Regions from separate parts of the Sus scrofa genome. Here region 2 is linked to region 1. A link is a contact called in public promoter capture Hi-C data. All regions are on one chromosome and are shown on one strand. The core of a region is the stretch at or near the end of the contact, and the rest is flanking DNA. Distances in the headings are between cores, read along the strand shown. Region 1 overlaps AGPAT4 (1-acylglycerol-3-phosphate O-acyltransferase 4). Region 2 holds the start of MAP3K4 (mitogen-activated protein kinase kinase kinase 4).

Region 1 (4,160 bases), core at 1,433-3,932:
AAGCACACTGCATCTCGGTAAGAGCACTCACTCACTGCTGAGGTCAGCGCAGCTGAAAGCAGTACTGCAATGTCCCAGCCGTAGGTCCTTCAACAGACACTAATATTTACACAAGTAGCAACAGTAAGATAAACGACCCCAAGGATGCTATCTAAGGATGTGTCTGAGCTAGGGCAGCCTAACCACTCTATGTGCATTTTTCCTCTAGAAAAATAAGAGAGTTACAAAACTAAAATAAGGTACTGGAAACGTCCTAAGTCAGTTGCAACAGGGCTGAGAAGCAGGCATGTGTGATATGAATGGGTCTACCGAAGGGTGAGTCCACCTGTCGGCAGACTCAAAGTCATGTCAGGATTCACCACTGCAGCCCCAGGGCCTGTACCAGGCTCCATGAACGCTTCTTGGGTGGCAGGACACATGAGGGGTGGGTGGACGGCCCTTCCTGCAGAGTCAGTAAGCCGGAACCGGGCAGTGGGATGAACCTGAGTTTGGGAGTTAGTCTGGGTAGGAATCCCAGGGTCACCTTTTCCCAACGGTGGGGTCCTCCGGAGAGTCCACCCTAAGCCTAGCCCTCCCGGAGAATGGGACTCAGGACCTGCTGGAACTTCCCAGAAAGCCCAGCACGGTCTCAGTGGACACTGCCAAGAGCTCTGCAGACCTGCAAGTGCCATCACCCAGGTGAGCAGGGGTGATGGGTGGCCAGGAAGTCATTTGGTCTGGCTGGGGGCGTGAAGGACCCAGGCTCCGAAATCACCATCCATTTCTTCCTACCCACCGCCGGCCACCACGTGGGGTCTCCAGGGGATGCTCTGGCAGCGGGAGCTCAGCTAAAGTGCCAGCAGAGAGTCCCCACCCACCCCTCCACCCAAGGAACTGAAACTACTCCCCTGTCCTCTGGGGGAGGGCGCAGGGAGAAGTGTCCCCTCCTGAGGCAGAGCAAGGCTGGCAGAGAACAACCTGCATGTGTAGCGCACTGCTCAGCCTTTTTAAGCGTGAAATGACGCTGCATCCAAGGCATCAGGCTGCACAGGGTTTGGCTGTAGAGACACAGGGTTTGAGGGCAGCGAGGGGCAGGAGAGCTCCCGGGGCTCAGTGGTTTCCTGGCTCTTTCTTCCGGCTGCTCTTACACAGGAGCCTGATGCTTGCCGTAGAGCTGGGGGTTACTTGGAATAATCAAGGATGGGACAGGATTCCCCAGAGAACAGCCTAAATTTGCACAACGCCCTCCTTTTCCCCAGAAGTCCCAAGGTCTTGAAGTGACAGAACTGGGCCTGGCACTAGATCCATCCATCTGCTTAGGCCCAGGAGAAGGATGAGAGCGCCCTGGCAGCCCCGCCAGCCCGGGTGTGACCCTGGCCTGCTGGGGTCTAGCGGAGTCACTCGGGAGAAGTTCTTTATCACCCAGCCCGACTCCTTATCTGTGACTTGAAAGTTTAAAAAATTCCTTCACTGCATTTGGCAGCACATGTTCTGGCCATGCTACATGTGAGGAGCTTTCGCTGCCAGCATATCAGACCTGCCCTGCTATTGATTATGATTCTTCTTCCTATTATTACTGATGGCGGTAGGATAGCTTGCAGGCAAAGCTCAAGTCAGGGAGTCTCACTGGTCAAACCCAGGCAGGGGAAAAGCAGAACTGGTAGCTGGACACCGCCACCTGGCCCAGAAGGGGGGCTCAGGGGGCGGCAGGAGGTGCTACCTACAGCCCACATTTGATTATTATGAGCCAGACACTAATGCTGCTGGGTCCTCCCCAGGGTTCCTCGTTCAGGCCCACCTGCAACACCAAAGAGGTTTCACAGAAGCGCCAACCTGGCAGCCGAGCAGGGGAGGGATCCGGGCAGGGGCGGGGAGCCAGGGCTGCCTGGGGCAGTGGGGACCTCAAGGTCTTCACTGACAGCAGCTGACACTCCTGCGGCCCCACCCACACACCGGGCGCAGGCCAGGCAAGGGGAAAAACCCTGTGTTTGCAAACTCAAGAAGGGACACAAAGCCTCGCCACTCCCTGCTTCTCATCCTTACCTACGGTCATTTAGGGCTCCAGACAGTAATTGAGGCCCCGCCAGACAGATGGCAAAGTCACAGAGTTCACTGCCTGGGGGCAGCTAGTACAAAAAATAAAAATCTGGGCTAATCCGGTGTGGGGCCCAGGGACCAGCATGGGCCGCAGCCTGCAGTCCCAGCGCTGGGCAGCGGAGGGCAGCGTTGGCTGTGAGAGTGAGTTCGTGTGTGTGTGTGTGTGTGTGTGTGTGTGTGTGTGTGTGTGTGTGTGTGTGTGTGTGTGTGTGTGTGTGTGTGTGTGTGTGTGTGTGTGTGTGTGTGTGTGTGTGTGTGTGTGTGTGTGTGTGTTCATGCGTGGGGCAGCGGAGGGCAGCGTTGGCTTAGAGTGAGTTCGTGTGTTGGGGTGCGCGCGCGTGCGTACCCACGTGTGCTCACGTCCCCCCTCCTGCCTTCTGGCCGAGGTCGGGGGCAGGGGGGCGGGAGGCGGCGCTACGTCTGGGGCGCCGGGGGGCCGGGCTCCCTCGCTGCAGGGCCGGGGCCGGGGCTGGTCCTTACCTACATTTCTCAAACTCCTCACGGTGACCGCAAAGCCCTTGGTGCGAGGCAGCAGGTGGTGCTTGAGGCTGGGCAGCCCCTTGGCCTGCGCCACCTGCATGCTGATCTGGTGCTTCTTCTCCGTGAACCGCGTGCCCTCGCAGTGAATCAGGAACTGGAGGGGACAGAGCAGCCCTTACACACGGCCCCGGGCTCCCTCCGACACAGCCCCGAGGCCGCACACGCCCAGGCCACCCCGCGCCTACCGTGTTCAAGAGCCGGGGAGCTTCGGAGAGAAAGGGTTTACACTTGGGGAGGCCGAGGAGGCAGGGGGGTGAGCGTGTGTGTAAGGGTGACAAGGGCACCCCGGGGCGGAGCCCGGCACCCTGAGCTCAGAGGAAGGGGGGCGGGCGGGAGGCCGGGGGCGGGGCCTGCGGGAGGGCGGGGCCGGCCGGGGCGGGGCCTGCGGGAGGGCGGGGCGCCCGTACGAAGTACTTCTCCGGGTAATCGCGCAGGTGCAGCAGGCTCCGGGAGACGGTCTTGCGGTCCTGCTCCCACTTGCGCGTGCAGAAGACCATCTCGGTGAAGTACCACATCCAGCCGATTATGGGGACGTAGGCCAGCTCCTTCTTGGCCAGGACTTTGGAGCCCTGAAACAGAAGGGCCCGAGGGCGTCCGTGAAAGGGGCCGAGCGGCCCTGCTGGCGGCCGAAAGAGCTCACTAGAAAGAGGAGTGAACTGCATTGAAATGTTCAGGGCCCTGCGGATGGTCCCTGAGCACACGGGGGCTGGGAGCCGTCGACCTGGAGCTGCCACACTGGTCAGCTAGAGGGCAAGGCTGTGCCAACTCGGCCCCGCAGGGGCGAGGAACAAGGGGGCCTGGCTCTCCGTGGGGAAACAGGCACGGGAGGTGGGTGGGGGGCAGGTGGGGACATCTGGGGGTGGTGGGGAGGCTGTGTCGTCCTCGTGCCCACCTCCAGGTGTGCTGGCTAAGCCCATCCCGCAGACCTCACCCAGTCCTCAGGGAACTTGCTGGCTCTGCATGGGGCGGATACGCTCCCCTTAAAGACTAGGATCTGTGGCAAAGCGGGTTCTCTGGGTCGGATGGCTAAGAAATGATGGAGCCCAGAGCTACGCTCAGATCGGCAGGTGCACTGGGAGCACTCCACGCAGCCCCCGGCCAGCGCATCCCCAAGGCTGCACGTGGTGCCGGCGGTGACCTGCTAGGGAAGGATCCAGTGGCAGGAGGGGACAGGGAAGACACAAAGACAGCTTCTGATCTGGTGGATTGGGTTCCACATTTTTCACCCCCATTTTTGGAATTGGCCAAGGTCCTCCTTGAAAGAGCTGCCATCCATCAATGACAAAGATGACGGAGGCGGTGATGCGGACTGGCCGGTGGCCTTAGCTGTGCTCCTGGTGACAAGCGTCATTCTGTGCCCCTGAACCCATGAGGCTTGCGAGCAAGAGCGACACTTGAGCATGGCCCCGCCTCTTCCCCATCCCTCCCTCGACAGCTACAAAGCTCAGCAGAGGGGCAATGGGCCACAGTCCCCAGTCCCTGCAGACCAGGGAAAGGTATAAGCAGCCACTTGCTCCCTTGACCTTCAAAAAAAGAAGCATCAT
Region 2 (3,780 bases), core at 1,245-3,744, 180 kb before region 1:
CCCTTGGAGGCATCCGAGTTTGCAGCCCCTGGTTGGACCAGAAGAAGCAGCTTTGGGGAAGGAGAAAGAAGAGTGGAAAATTAGATTGCAGCCAGATGGCTGGGGGCTGGGAGGAGAGGGTCGATTGCTCGTTAATATCGTGGGGTTTTAACCTAAAGAGAATGACGTCACAGAAGGCAAAGCGTTCCGCAGGCTTGCGGAGCTCCAAGCTCCTTGGAAAAGCAAAGATTGCCATTTGCAGAAAAAAAGGAGGCTTTCCCTTCCTAGGGTTATTCATGAAAGAATAGTTGCTCTGGTTCTTTGTTTTGGAAGGTGGCAACCAAAAGTAGTCACCTGGATTTTAAAAAATCCTTTTCTGGGAGTTCCCGTGTGGTGCAGTGGGTTAAGGATCTGGTGTTGCTGCAGCTGTGGCACAGGTCACAGCCACAGCTTGGATTCAGTCCTTGGCTCTGGAGTTTCCATATATCATGGGTGAAGTCAAAAAAGACAAAAAATAACTAAGAAATAAAAAATGCTTTCTGAATCATCCCAATCCAGTGTCCTGAGCCCCCTAAGAGTGGCCAGAGAGAAAAAGGAATCCACTAAGTTGAAATTCCAGTTCAGTAAGTTGGATGGCTGTATTTGAAAGGCTATATAGGCAGGAAGAGAGATAGCTAACCGGTATCTTACTGCAAGCCCCCGGCTGGGGTTCTCTAGCTCCATCCCTTCCAGAAACCTTCCCTGTCACCCGAGGAGAGACAGATCCTTGCAAACATTGCTCAGTTTTATTTGACCTACTTTACATGACCAAGTTCCACCACCGGAATAGCTACGGGAGCTGAAGGGTCACTGCATTGGGTGCCTCGAGATGCCTTTCCACCTGCCCAGGCCAAAGTGAGCAGTACTCCCATGGAAAGTCCAGGAGGCCCTGCTTTGGACATTACTGCAGGTCAGACACGGCACAACAACCGCTCAGGGCTACCGACAGTCACGCCTTCTTTAGGAAGGAATCACAGGATTCAGCTGCAGGCACGTCACTAAGAATGACCCTTCTGATAAGCAAATAAGCAGTAAAGTGACATTAGATAAAGACGGTATTTCCCCCGGGGCAATTTTTTACTTCCAACCCCTCTTTATTGTCGACTCAGTGCTGGGCACAACCACCACGACGGGTTAAGTACAGCTGAGCCCCACATCATGCTGTCACCAGCAGATTTTTCTCTAGTATTACCATTTTATAGATCGGGAAATTGCAACTCACTTGCCCAAAGGTATGCCGGTGGAAGGGATCCAAGGATCAAGTGACCACTTTAAACCACTGCCTTGCAAACTACCCCTGGGAAGAAGGAACGGCAGCGGCCACAACAGTCCTATTAGCAACACTGGATGGAGAAATGGCTGCAGACGAGGCCCTGCCCTAAGCACTTGACGTAAAGTGTTTCGTGGACCCCTCATCCTGACCCTAAGTGGGAGGTACTGTTGTTATCATTCCCACTTACTGATAAAGAAAGGAGGCCGAACTCAGTAACTGGTCCAGCGTCACAACTAGTGAGGCTGGATCAGGGAGGGATAGACAGGGCCTCAAATGCCAGGGCCAGGTCTTTCGGCCTCCTAGTTTCCTCTCATTGCCACAGTCATCGATGGCAGCATTCAAAATGAGCATTTATGGGGCACCTACTGTATTTGCAAAACTCTGTGATTACCCTGGAAGCCCCAGCAATGAAGCCAAGCCAAGTGCTGGTAGAAAGAGCCGAAGCCAAACCAGAGCCCGGGGCCTGAAGTGCACTGCCTGGACCCGTATGGGAGGGAGGCTCACCCTGGGCTGCCACCCAGGGACTATCTGCCTGGGTTGGCACATTTCGCTTTCTCCTATCCAGCTTGCCGCTAAGTCGTGCAGTGTTGTCTTTGCTTTCTGTTTTCAGGATGAACATCACGAAGTGGAAGTTAAGCTCCAGGGGGACGTGCACGGATATTGTATTTCCACGGTAGGTCCCCAAACCTGCAGAGGGAATGTTGATGCTCGTGAAAGTGAAATTGCATGAACTCTTCCCTTTTTGGTCTCTCATTGTTCGTTCATCCATAAATGCGTCAGCTCTTGATGCAGTCAGCATCTAGCAGGCAAGCAATCGGGACATCTAAAGCTTTCTTCTCCTTAAAACCTCCTTTGAGAGCCGGATGCGTCAGAGGCTTGCTCCTTTGGAGAGATGGGTAGACCAGGGAAATAAAGCACATTATGTTACATGCTTCACGTGGAAGCTTGGCTTCATGCAAGAGCTTGGAGTTTCCAGAAACACCGCACTGAAACTCCTCTCCTTGGGCGATCCCAGCGCCTCGAGGCAAGAGCTCTGACGCAGCTAAGACCTCACTCCAACCCACAGAAGCGCAAACAACCTTTCTTCTCAGCCGAGCCTTTGAAGCTCTCTACTCGCCGCAGGAACCCTTCGCAGCCCGGGAAACAGAAGCGTTCGCCGCCAGCGGCCGGCAGGGGGCAGCACACCCCAGCCTTTCCTGCCTCGGAGGCTGAGCGCCCGCGCCCGGCGGGTGGGAGTCCCCGGGTCCCCAAACCTGTGGCCGGTGTTGTCCTCGGTGACTCCACCAGCAGGTGGGTTCCTTCCCTTCTCGGGCGCCAGACTCCGGCCGAAAGGGAGAGAAGAATTCCAGGGCAGAGATGGGAGCGGGGGCGGGCACGTGGCCAAGGCCTGCGGACGATTTTCGCCGCTGAGAGCGGGAGATGCTGGCCCAGGCGGCGGCTGCCTGCATTCCGGCGACGTCACGGGGCGGCGGCGGTGGCAGCGGCCTCGCGGCCGGGGCCCGCGCGGCGGGAGCCAGGACGCGCCCCAGGGAAGGATGCGCAGGCCCGGAGCCAAGGTAGGGAACCCCTCCGCCTCGCTGCTGCGCTGGGGTTGGCTCGCCGTGGCCCGCCCGGCCCTGGGGACGGGGTGGGGGGGGAGCCCCCTCGGTCCCACCGCCGGCCCGGCGTCGGAACACAGCGGGGTGGCTCGGTGGACGATCTGGGTGGAAGAGGAGGAATGGAATGTTCCGCGAGGGGGATTTGCACTTTCCGCCGCTGGGGCTGCAGAGCCCTTGGGGCGCCGGACACGGAACATTGAATTTCCAAAAGTGGCCAAGTTGGGTGATTGATGTTTCGGAGGAGGGCAGCCTCCTGCGTTTCCCTGTTTCAACACCTTTTTGGTGACGGCGTGTGAAGGGACAGACAGGCGGGGTCCGGAAGAGATGGCTAAAGAGCTCTGACGCTTGGGTGTTTGGGCAGAGACCTTCCGCCCCGGAGAAGCCGGGGGTCCTGCCTCCTTAACATCCCCAGCGTGACTTTGTCTTCTTCCTTCCACAGATGTACCTTGTTCGAGGCCGTAGTCGTGTTCCTAGAAAGCGATGCAAAACAATGTGTGTTTATTGACACCTTTTTGCTTAGATCAGTTTGACATTTATCCTCCACTATTCTGAAGTTTAAACGCCAGTAAATTAAAATAAATACAGTAAAATGAATACTCTGAAACTAGCTGATGTTCTTCATCAGAAAATTTCCAACTTCTAAGAATTCTATTGTTTAGTCATTTGCTCCACATGGCATATATGTAGATATGTATGTAAGTAGATAGACATCTTTATAAGAAAAAGTGTACTGGAGTTCCCGTCGTGGTGCAGTGGAAAGCAATCCGACTAGCAACCATGAGGTTGCGGGTTCGATCCCTGGTCTCCCTCAGTGGGTTAAGGATCAGGCGTTGATGTGACCTGTGGTGTAGGTCGAAGATGCGGCTCGGGTCCTGCGTTGCTGTGACTGTG

What was found. Promoter capture Hi-C pulls out the DNA fragments that hold promoters and counts their contacts.
Region 2: a promoter capture Hi-C map of fetal liver shows a contact between it and region 1, with 2.9 times the contacts expected there. The contact joins the promoter of MAP3K4 here to the enhancer-like site in region 1. A contact is called at or near these places in 2 of 5 promoter capture datasets (fetal liver and fetal skeletal muscle) and 7 of 47 Hi-C or Micro-C datasets (embryonic fibroblasts, fetal heart ventricle, fetal skeletal muscle and 3 more).

Annotation. Positions count from the first base shown.
Region 1 is chr1:6,871,738-6,875,897 of Sscrofa11.1, reverse strand. It overlaps AGPAT4 (1-acylglycerol-3-phosphate O-acyltransferase 4), which reads right to left. Exons shown (of 8, transcript NM_001143697.1): 3 at 3,024-3,185; 4 at 2,557-2,710. Among named protein-coding and RNA genes, the nearest start is that of AGPAT4, 66 kb to the right of the region's middle. Within about 2 kb of position 2,682, at least 15 of the 83 cell types and tissues checked have an H3K27ac peak or open chromatin away from gene starts, as enhancers often do. A contact at or near this core is called in fetal liver, where this site is marked.
Region 2 is chr1:7,048,498-7,052,277 of Sscrofa11.1, reverse strand. It overlaps MAP3K4 (mitogen-activated protein kinase kinase kinase 4), which reads left to right and starts at 2,494. Exons shown (of 27, transcript XM_021086227.1): 1 at 2,494-2,847. The coding sequence starts at 2,711.